2 separate regions of the Aedes aegypti genome follow, and region 1 is linked to region 2. The links are chromatin contacts, called in public Hi-C maps. All regions are on one chromosome and are shown on one strand. Each heading gives the region's core, a stretch centred on a gene start, on an enhancer-like site or on the middle of the called end of the contact. The rest is flanking DNA. Distances are from core to core; before and after follow the strand shown.

Region 1 (6,484 bases), core at 1,300-3,799, 53 kb after region 2:
AAACGGATTTTTTTTTTCACGTAGAAAACCAATTTTTGCGAAATTTCATATTTATCTTGAAAATCTTCATCATTTTTAGCTTTCATTTCGTCCAAGAAAATTGAAAATCGGTCAAGCGGTTCAAAAGTTATGATTTCTTAAAAAATATTTTATTTTGCAAAGTTGCGATTTTTTTAGGGTGACCAAAAAATGCACAAAAAAGTATAAAAAAAAACACGTGTATCCTTATTTCGGATAAGGAATAAAATAGAAAAGTTTCACGGAATTCAGTGACCTACTAGTTCGTTTTTTTCATGGAATGGTTGAGAGGTCCATGTAAATGTATTCTGGCATGTTTTGAGTTCAATGGGCGTTTGAGGTCATACAATGGCTTCATTGAATACAAGGCTTAAGATCTATAAGTGTAACTAGTGATTCGAAGGTTTGAGAACAAAGTTGATACCTATACGGGCTTATTTGAGTTCAACGACTGTTGAAGGTCTACCAAGATCAACTTGGTGTACAGGTCATCATGTGGCATAGTATAAGCTATGTTTTTAAAATGTATCGGAATCAAAAATCTCAGATTTTTTAAATTTGAAATTATGGCTACGAATTTGTTCTAGTTACTCTTCTGAGAGTTGACTCAAATGTAAACTTCTTCTATTTATGTAACATCACGTATTTTACATCAGAAGATTTAACATAGATGTAGGATCCAGTGTATTTCACATACCTACTTTCAAATTATACACTTTGCACCTGCTTAACAAAGCAAAATCTGTTTCAACTTTCAAGGTCGTTGTCCTGCTCACGTAAACATTCCTACGACGCACATTTTTTCCATCATTAGTCATCCTTGGCGAATCAGTGTTTCCTAAGTATATCCTTGAAAGAGGTGAATAAAACTTCTCCCTGTATTATTAGGCAAAGAACAAAGTTTGTTTTATTTTCTACCGTATAATAATAACATGATGGCATGTCGCCCGGTCTGCGCACACATTCCTTTGCTTCAGGTTTTCACGGAGCTGCCTTCTAGGGGGCCCTCTCGGTAAATACTCGCGAGGATATTTCTTTGTTTGCTGCAAGACGGGCCACAACCTACCACATCATATTTTTGCAAGGAATTTAGCAGAACCGCACAATTCGTGTCTACGTGTCATTACGTAGGAAATAACTCAAAAAAGTAGGGCCAAGGAGATACAGTGAAATCAATAAATGCTAACTGATTTTGGCTTGGTTTGTCGACTTTATGCGTTTTACAATGAATAAGGAGGTTTCTTCAGATATTCATCAGTTACACAAACTTATTCATCTTATTTTATTTGAAACTGTTGCTTGAGCTTTAATTATTGGATTCAATTTCTTAAAAAAAATTAAGCCAGTATGCTACTCTGAATAACTGAATATATAAACATTTTGATCTGATATAGTCAACCAGTATACAGCTTCTTCTTCTTTCTGGCATTACGTCCCTGTTGGGACAGACCCTGCTTTTCATCTTAGTGTTATGAGCACTTCCACAGTTATTAGCTGAGAGCTTTCTTTGCCAATTGATCATTTTTGTGTACATCGTTTAGCAGGTACCTAACCAGAACTCTTTTCGTTTGTTTTCGATAATCTTGGTCATTAAAATTACTGCAGAGTCAAGATCTTCAATACCTACACTCTGGATCATAATATCTAATATCTAAAGCTTAGGAGATTTTATCCCTCGATGTCCATAACTTTATATACTAGAAATGGGTTGCTTTGGTTATCTTCTAGAACATCCAAGTTGCTATGGATTTTTATTTTTATGAACTAAATGCTCTATCATAATTTTAAGTCACTCTAGGCATGCGGTTTATATCAGTTGCTATCCATAGCGCTTTGTAATAGCACGAGAAGCGTGTTAGTCGAACAGGGTAAAGGGTTCTAAGTGATATACAGTGAACTCTTCATAACTCGATATTGAAGGGACCATCGAGTTAGGGAGAAATCTAAGAGATCACCAAGATAACCATGAAAACCAACCTTTACTATGGTTCTCTAACTCGATATCGAGATACCGAATATCGAGTAAGGGAGAGTTGACTGTATTGTATATCTGTTATCAGTAGAAGAGGTTTTTGATAAGCTAAATTATAGGAAACAGACATAAGATTACAGAGTTTCGAAAAATATAGGAAAAAAACCACTTAAGGTGAAGATGAATCGAAGCCAAAGTTCAAATTTTCAAGAGCACGGATCTGGAGAACCAATCATCCGTTTAAGCTGAAAACTTAATCGATTGGTCACTAGCTGGTGATGACCAATCGATTAGATTTTCAGCTCAATCGGGTGTTTGGTTCTCCAGATCCGTGCTCTTGAAAATTTGAACTTTGGCTTCGATTCACCTTCACCTTAATTCCAGTTGCTTGAAAACGGAGGGGCACAGAAAAGGGAGACTCTACTTACTTTTGCTTGAAAATTGAAAAAAAAAACATATAAAAGTAAAACAGCTTGATGAGTAGAATTATATTAGCGTGAATATTGCTAACATTGTTCGGCTGGTAAGCGTTTCGTTGCATTGGAAACGAATCTTTCCTTTAACTCCGCATGGTGAAATATAGAGGGACTACTGAGCCATTGATATTTCGCAGTGTAGCCATGCTAACAAATTGCATTCTATAAAATAACTCGTGGTCCCGGCAAACTTCGTTTTGTCATCAAGTAGGCTGTTGTAAACGTCATGTAATCCCCCATACAAAATGATACATTAGTCTTCTCCTATTTTCCCGATCATTCGGGAGGTTTTTTTTTGAAAATCTTACGACAATTAATTGATTTATTCTCAAGCCATTTCGTGACATACAAACACCACTCTATTTTATGTATATAGAAGATATCGTATCCACTTCGAAAATGATACGTTTTTTCCTGGTCTATTCGTTATGACCAAATTAAAAAAAAAACCTTGCTGCCTTCAACTACTGTTCATATGGTTATCGAATGAACGGTTTTCTTTATCTGCCATTATATGGGATTATTATTTGTGTTTTCTACGGAATTGACGGACCCCTCAGAGGCAGAAAATAATTCAATGCAACCCGGTGAAGCTAATCAGCACTTGGTAACAAATAATAATGACAATTCACCATATGGTTTAACAGACTTAAATAACGAACTACCAATAATTTCTTCTGAAACACAGCCAACTGAAATTATAATCTATTGTCAGAACTTTAATCGCATGAAAAGTGCTTTTAAAATTAATGAAATTCATAAAAATATATTAAGTTCATCGTACTCAATCATTTTGGGAACAGAAACAAGTTGGAATGATGATGTGAAAAGTGAAGAAATTTTTGGTAGCAATTACAACGTATTTCGCAATGATCGTGACTTACTTTTGACACAAAGAAGATCGGGCGGAGGAGTCGTCGTTGCAATATCATCAAATTTCAGTTCTGAAATCATTGCTACACCTAACTTTAAAGAATTTGAGCATGTGTGGGTTAAATCAAATATTGGTAATGAAACTCATATTTTTGTATCAGTTTACTTTCCCCCAGATCAGGCTTGTAAGTCAACATACGAGAGTTTTTTCCTGATAGCAGAAAAAATCATAAATCAACTTCCTCCCGAAAACAAGATGCATATTTATGGCGATTTCAATCAACGTAATGCAGATTTCATTCCTGATTTTGAAAACGAGAGTATTCTACTCCCTGTTGTTGGCGATAATGAAACTTTGCAACTTATTTTTGACAAAACTGCATCCTTAGGTCTTAATCAAATAAATCACGTAAAAAATAAACAAAACTGTTTCCTAGATTTTTTATTGACAAATATGCATGAAGATTTCTGTGTAAGTGAGTTAATTTCACCATTATGGAAAAATGAAGCGATTCACACGGCAATAGAATATTCTATGTTAATGCATATTTATCATACTCCTCACGAATATGTGTATGATAATATTTTCGATTATAGTAGAGCCAATTATACTAATATTAGACTGAAATTAGATAACGCAAATTGGCAATCTGTTTTGAAAAATCAAAATAATATTGAATGTGCAATAGAAATCTTTTACAATTTATTGTTTGAAACCATTAGGGAGGAAGTACCTGTTAAGAAGAGACGAAGGAATCACAACTCAAAAAATCCAATTTGGTTCAACAAGCAAATCATAAATTTAAAAAATTGAAAACAAAAAGCTCACAAAGTTTACAGAAGATATAAAAAACCAGACGATTTAGAAAAATATTTGGTTATTTGCGACCAACTCAATTTAGCCATTTCTACAGCACTTACCGAGTACAACATAAAAACTGAAAATGAAATAAAGTCATGTCCAAAGATTTTTTTCAATTACGTTAAAACTAAACTTAAATTGTGCAATTTTCCAGCAACAATGACTTTGGATGAAAAAGTAGGAAATAATTCTGAAGATATTTGCAATCTTTTCGCAATTTTTTTTCAAGAAAATTATTCAACATTTTCGGAAAACGTTCGAGATTATTCTTACTTTTTACATTTTGCTGACTTTCCGAGTGATGTTGGCGTTTTAATTTTATAAATGTTCTGGACATTTTGTTTGGTCTTAAAAAATTGGACGCCACTAAAGGATCAGGGCCAGATGAAATTCCACCTGGATTCATAAAAAACTTAGCAACTGAACTCACAACTCCATTATTTTGGTTATTCAATATGTCTCTTCAAACTGGCCAACTTCCAAAGGTATGGAAAAAATCATTCCTCATACCAATATATAAATCAGGTAAGAAATCGGACATTCGAAATTATCGCGGTATTGCTATTATGTCATGTATTCCAAAACTTTTCGAGTCAATTGTAATCAAAAATATGTTTGCCCAAATAAAAACTCGTATAACAAACAAACCTTCTGGAATTTGTAAGTTACTCACTGAGTGCAATGGATAAAGGTTACTTCGTAGAAGCTCTTTACACTGACTTTAGTAAAACATTTGATAAACTGGACATTCCAATGTTGACTTTCAAGCTTGAAAAAATGGGAATCGAAATGAATCTCCTTACGGGGATCAAGTCCTATTTGAACGACCGTCAGCAAATAGTAAAATTCAATGGGAAAAGATCAAATCCAATACATGTTACATCTGGAGTACCTCAAGGCTCACACTTAGGCCCTCTTCTTTTTATTTTATATGTTAATGACGTTTCTTATATTCTAAACAAACTGAGGGTCCTTATATATGCTGACGACATGAAGAAATTTTTAGAAATAAAGAATGATGACGATCATAATGTTTTTAAGAATGAGATTCAAATTTTCTACACGTGGTGCTGCAAAATATAATTGAATATAAAAAATGTAACCTCATAAGTTATAGCAGAAAACGAACCTCACCAAATATGTCTATTGTTTTAGGAAACGAACATGTAAAAAAATGTGATAAAATAAGAGACTTAGGAGTTATTTTAGAATCAAAACTATCATTTGTAGATCACTATAATGCAATAATTCATAGAGCAGGAAATATGCTCATTTTCATAAAACGATTTGGTCAACACTTTCGTGATCCTTACACATTAAAAATACTTTATGTTGCGTATGTAAGATCAATATTAGAATATTGTAGTATTGTTTGGTTACCTTACACAAAAAAACATGAAGAACGTATAGAATCGATACAAAAGCAGTTTTTATTATACGCACTACGTAATTTAGGCTGGTCAGTACTTCCTCTACCATCATATGAATCACGATGCATGCTTATCAATATGAAATCACTGAAAGTGCGTCGTGATTATGCTATGGTTTCTTTTGTTAACGATATTGTTTCACATCGCATTGATTCTGCTGATATACTTTCAAAACTGAATTTTTATCCTCCTACTCGTCACTTGCGCAATCGTTACTTGTTCGCAGTAGGTCATCATCGCACGAACTACGCTAAATTTAGTCCGTTGAATCAGATGATGACTACATATAATCTGTATTGTGAAATGACTGATGTTAACATGTCTCGAACAAAACTGAAAAAGTACTTTTTTGATATACAAAACAATAGTAACTGAGGAATGTATTATGAATCGAGTATACTCAACAAATTTATAGTATATAAACACATAGATATTAAGAACACAATGTAATTTAGAATGGTCTACAAAATGTTTGACGTCAAATAAATAAATAAACTGTTGTGACGGAATTTGTTTGTGAAACTGGCAACACTGCAATAGAGAAATAGTCAGTAGTGTTCTTTGGAAGAGAAGAGTTCAGGAGGCCGTTTCTTTGGTAGTGCGAAGTGAACACCAAAATGTATGTAACTATAATAATTGTAATTTGTAATATTTATACTGAATAAACCATTTTCAGCATTGAAGCTGCGAGCATTAAGGCTGCTGTCAATTTTTGTGTGTTTCTGCCAAAGGTGACTCTCCCCCTCCCCAACATAAACATAGTAAAAAATTTGTAAACATAAATGGATTAAATGCACAGTATAGTATGAAAATATGCTGCAATAGAATTCCAACTTTCGTATCGCCGGATTTT
Region 2 (5,966 bases), core at 3,085-5,584:
CAATAATAGATTATCAATACATTTTGAAATATATTTTATTTCAATTAAAAGGAATTCAGATTGTAATAAACATTTCTTTTTCTTCCACAACGGAATACGAGTAAAAAACTACATGTTATCGGTTTATGTCGGTAAATTGTTTCATAGCCATACAGGTTTTAACCCTCTAATACACAAATTTTTAATTTCGATCTAAATATCTTTTTCAGTTATCTAAAATCGTTCCAAATACGTTTCGGACAATGATTTATTTTTATTTGCAAATCTTTCAGTTTTGGTTTTTGATTTTTATTATTTTTATTTTTGAACATCCCTATCCTTTTCCATTTTTTCTTGAAGCCCCTTCTTGTTACTCATTTTTAGCAATTATAAAAATTCAAGTTTTTATGGTACTTTTGAAAATTTATTTTCCGTGTAATTAACGGGAAAAAAAGGTTTGAAATTATTTTAATAGCTCTTCTTCTGTGATAGGTTGATCGTAGAAAAATATAAAAGGTACGATTTTTTATATTACACGTTAAATACACCACAGACATTTGTAGGTTATAAAAGAATACAATTTTTCGAACAATTTTCAAAAAATACAAAAAAAAATCAAAAGCCTTAAAAACTTTTCTGATATGCGTGTTATGAGTTAAGGTTTAAGCCAAAAATAAAATCATTTTGATTTCCGAGCTACGAAAAAATACACAAAATTCCAAAGTGTATCCCATCTAAAGGCGGGGTTGGGTATGAGGGGGTTAAATATTGAATTTAGGTACAGCGAATTTTGAGTTCAATTCAAAAATGTGTTTGTTCTTCCAAATATGTCCGTTAGAGAACTATCAACAAATACATATCATATTTCATCGCTTGGAATGGCGTTGCATTGTTGAATTCGTGCCAAAATGCGTATCAGATAAAACTAGGAAATGCCTTTAGCGCAATATCAATAACTTTACAACTTAGCAGAATAAACTGTCTATTTTGAGAGCTTAAAAGTTTGCGTTTCATTACTGTAAGAATTATGAAAATCGTTGCTCAAGTGGATATATGCATTAACGAAGTTAAAAGTTGGATTTTTTCTCGAATAAACGTTTAAAATTTAAATTTACAAGTAAAAATAGCAGTTTTTTTACTTGTTTTCAGTCGTTGAAGATTTGGATATAATCAAAACATATCTATTTAATCTTAAAAAAGTTCACAGGATTTGTACTAGGTTTTAGTAATTTTTGAATTCAAAGGAGTTTTCAATGTAGTTCCCTTTCTTGGTTAAACATAGGTACTCTTTTTGTACAATCAAATTTATTTCGAAAAACTACACGCCATCGCATTGAAACTTGTTTTAAAAGCACTCAATTGAAACAATTGAGTTTATTCGTAATACTTTAGTAAAATAAATTTTGAATGTAACCAAAAATTACTATTCCTGCCAAAATATATTCAATAAATTTCTACAAAAGAATTCATGTCAGTAAACCTACATGTTATGCCTTTGAACATTGTTTTACATGGTGAAATTCAAGCTTTCTCGTAGGTTTTTCACTAATAGAGATTTTGAGTGTAATCCAGAATTTCTATTTCTGCTCAAACATGTTCACTGAAAACGTTTAATCCAGTTTATGCAAATAAAATGCATGTCATTCCTCTGAATTTTGAATTATGGGCAAACAGGTTTAGAAACTAGGATGTCTTGATGTTTTTTAAAGTAAACTAAATTTAGAGTGTGATTTCGATATTTTATTAAAGCTAAGTACAGTTAACTCTCCCTTACTCGATATTCGGTATCTCAATATCGAGTTAGAGAACCATAGTAAAAGTTGGTTTTCATGGCTAACTCGATGGTCCCTTGGATAGCAATTGCACTGATTTTGTGTTCTTTAACTCGATACCTCCCTAACTCGATGTTCCCTTCAATATCGAGTAAGGGAGAGCTAACTGTATGCTCCTTCGTTCAAGGAAAGTAAAGAATTCCTTGACTGAATGGGTCAAGAAATTTCCTACAGAGAGTCCCCTTTAAAATGACATTCCTTCTCAACTGCGTACTGCCATCAGAAAAATGTGATTTTCTGGATCATTTCTCGGAAGAAATTTTCCACGCATCGAGATAGGCGATTCCTTTTCTTGTCAGTAGCAAACCAGCCTTAACACTACTGCAATTAAATAAATGTCATAAAACTACATCTCATTGCTATGAATTGCAGTTCCTAACAAACAGTTGAGAAAAATTGCGTTTTTATCTCTTGTCAGTAACATTTATTTTGAGTGTTATCAAAAATGTATACTCCTGTTCAAGCATGTTCACTGCACTTATACAAGCAAATATATCGAGAAAAATTCAAAAATGTATCATTGAAAAACATGACACATTAGGATGTTTTGAACTAGGACGTTCATAATAGAAGATAAAACTGATCTAGATCAGTTACAAGTAATGTAGATCAAAACCAAAGGGAACAAAATGCAGTGCAACTAATTCCAACACACTTTATCGAAGGTACTCAACCTCTAGCATGCATATGCAGAGCACTAGGGGTTTTTATAGTCGAATTCAGCGACCTACACAAATTTGCCTCGTTAGGGGATGCTCGAAATATTTGTTTTCAAATACCGTAAAACGGGGTAACATTGATAGTTTTTTCGAAGAAAACTTCAATATATATACAAGCTGCTTCAAAGAATTGCAATTTATAATTTTAAAACAAAAACTGACATCGTAGCTATCGATTGCACTTGATAGATTGCCAAAAAGTTTATTCTGAATGGATATATTATTTTTCATATAATCGAAAGTCGGGTTTCTGTTTTGGGGTAACTTTGATAATGAGGTATAAATCGAACAACATTGAACGAATTACGGAACATTTGTAGGGCGTTGCATACCTCTAGGCGTTTAACGATAAATGGAAATTTATGACTTAGATTATAAAAATGGTTCCAGTTTGTAAAAATGGATTTCGCTAAGAGATTTGAATCCGAATTCTTGTTCTACTATAACTAGACTGTCAAGGATAAGTGACGAATTCATTATAACTTCATCAAATAGTGATCGTAGAACAGATTGTTTGTAAGCGTTGCAAAAATGCTAAAATCTTACAAATTTTCAATATTTGCATAAAAATCCTCAAATGCACTTGATTCCAACAAAAATAGCTTTGACATGAAGTTTCATACTAATATGCTTTACTTTTGCATTCGTTTTGCTTAACTAATTAACAGAAACTTCGTTATTTCGTTTAATATATTGTGGGCCTCGCACTATCAATGTTACCCGCATTATCAAAGTTACCCCGTTTTACGGTACATGTGTTATGTTTCTTATTATTCACGATTATTCGAATGTAACATTTGCGGTAAGAATCATGCATTTTCAGTTTTTGTTAAAAAATTGTATTGGTTTAATTGTTCCAGGGAAAATTTTAACACCTCTAGGAGCATTTCTTCTTATTTGATTCTATCATTGGCACTTTTGATTCACTTCGACAAAAGGGTTTTTTGAAAGCCACAGAGCTCATATTTGGCCACGATATGCGTCATACTAAAGTGCTTCTTATATTAAAGCTTCAGGCAATTCGATAGAGAAAAACCCCACATGCCAAAGTGAATAATGGAAGTGCCCAAATAGCTCTGCACCCTACGTGAAAGAATTTCGAAAAATGGTTGAGCCGTCGCTGAGAAATAGCCGATAATCCATTTAGATTTTTTTGATCCTGGGGCTCCGCGTTACTATTATAATCACGGGGCTCCTAGTTTTTTTCTTGGGAGAAATTTTCCACGCATCGAGATAGGCGATTCCTTTTCTTGTCAGTAGCAAACCAGCCTTAACTTGTAGCACGCCTAAATGTATACCCCATGGCGTGGATGTCTTATTGTTTCACTCTTCATAACTTCTACTCAGAGATCTAATCGATGCAACTTAAACATTAATCTGAAAATCTTTTAAAGTTTTGCTTAATTTTCATTGTTATAAAAACAAACATTTAATAAGTTCTATGTAAATATCATGTTAACTATCAATGATCTGTTTTGTTTGAAGAGAAAATCAATGAAAACACAAAACCTTGCCCATTTCAGAGTCCAACTTTATCTCTAAATAGTAATCTTTTCTAGTGTTATTAACAGTCCATCAGACTAACGCTTACCTTGCCCATCGCGCCATCTGTTTTTCGCGACGCAAACATCGAACGACGGACAATACAAACGCTTACCGCCAACGCTTGCAGTCGGGCAGCGAAGGGCCGACGCGCGCAAAAATTGAAACCGCGCTTCCACGCTTTCAAGCAGTTGCGCTCCGCGCCACGTGGTATCCCATGGTGACGGAAATAACAGTTTCGCTCGGTCAGGAAGAAATTTTCATCGCTCCCGGAAATCATTCTCAGTTCGGAGCTCGAAGCGATCAGATCGTAGCAAAAAAAAATTAAAAGTGTAAAAAATACCTATAATTTGGAGAAATATATTACAAGATTCGGAATCGGGAAGCTAAATTCAAGTGTGAAATACAGTGGAAGCAGTTTTAATTGAAGCGCGGAAGGCTGAAGGTTTTATTGGATACCTCAAGGTTTCACGGCGGTATAGAAGCTTGAAACAGGAAGATTTTGAAGGCCACCGGAGCTGGAAAATCGATATATCTGGTAAGTTTTTGAGCTTCGAGCAATGAAAGAACCTTCGCGAAGACGGACCGAATATTCTACAATTTTCTTTCTGTGTGAACTATTCCAGAACCGGAAGCTACCTTCTCCGACGAGTGAAAATGTGTGACCCGTGCTGCTCCCCGTGCGATCCCTGCTATCCCTGTTATCCTTGCGTAAGATGTCACTGTTCCTCCTGTCACAAATGTGACCACCACTGTACCCATTCCTGTTGCACCAAGCATCGTTATCATTTCTGTTATCTGTGTTTGCGCCATCACTATTAATTCCGTTTCCGTTTTGATGTGGGTGGGATCACTGACCTATTCGCGTATAGATTTTAGAATGGGCCCGCGGATTTGATCAGAAGTTTTGAGGAAATCGTCCAACCTGGCAGCCCTTTCGGAAACACCCATAAATCAATCAGCAACGTATTACACCACCACACTAAAACCCGTCCGGAAGGGCATTGGCCAGGGGGAAGAGGGAATGTTTGGTTATTTTTCGAAAACGGATTACAAATCAATACTATTTTACGATTGCGATTGAAATAGTGTTTGTATTTGGCTCAATGTCGTTTTGCGCTTTTCAATGTGTGAGAATGACTTGGCGCATTGGCAAGGGGGTGACATTCCGAGGCAACATTTTACCCATCGCACGAGGTTGTGATTCGGCAGTAAAATCGTTAGTCGGAAGTTCTGTCGCCACCTATACGACCGTTTGTGAACATAGATATTGCGCGTTTCCTAAACGTTTTTCAGTTCAATGTAAGAACTAGGATTTTTGATTATTTTCAGTTATTTAACACAATGGTAGCTAAACTTTAGAATAGCTTCCATCAGTAATGATTTGTCAGTTTAAAATGATTAGTTTAATCACATTAACTCTCTTAAAGCTCAAAACTGTGATTCAAAAAGTAGCACCAGCTTTCCGGGTTGGATTCAGAACATAGTTCTGAATTGCGGAAGTAGGTGATTGTTACCAATAGACAATGTTGTGTTTGTTCGTTGGTTGGTATTTAATAATTTACAAAATATATCGGATATTCTTGCAGATGTTTATAAAAGATGATTATTTATCGTAAAACCATGTTAAATTAGCAACTACAAGTGTTCAGAACACGCGTAACTTTTTGGTTTTTCACACATATAAATAACCATTTTATCATTGTCAGTCGCCCCGTTCCCCGTCCTATCTGTGCTGGTGGAAGCGCCCATTGATCGTCTTCGATAGTACCGACACGGTACACCACAGCTGGAATCTGCGCCGCAAGGAACCAAACATCCCGGACATCCGTTACGAAGAAATGTACTGCCGCGGAAGACGAATCTACTAGGTACGTCTCAGCACAGGAGTTCG

What was found. A called contact is a pair of places that touch in the nucleus more often than the background predicts.
Region 1: a contact with region 2 is called in a Hi-C map of whole pupa, with 4 times the contacts expected there. The contact joins the enhancer-like site here to the promoter of LOC5563930 in region 2. A contact is called at or near these places in 2 of 2 Hi-C or Micro-C datasets (whole body and whole pupa).

What each region holds. Positions count from the first base shown.
Region 1 is chr3:287,456,827-287,463,310 of AaegL5.0, forward strand. All of the region lies in intron 1 of LOC5563928, which reads right to left. Among protein-coding and RNA genes, the nearest start is that of LOC5563925, 12 kb to the right of the region's middle. Within about 2 kb of position 2,550, at least 3 of the 3 cell types and tissues checked have open chromatin away from gene starts, as enhancers often do.
Region 2 is chr3:287,402,374-287,408,339 of AaegL5.0, forward strand. It overlaps LOC5563930 (keratin-associated protein 5-5), which reads left to right and starts at 4,335. Exons shown (of 5, transcript XM_021849423.1): 1 at 4,335-4,610; 2 at 4,699-4,783. The coding sequence starts at 4,730.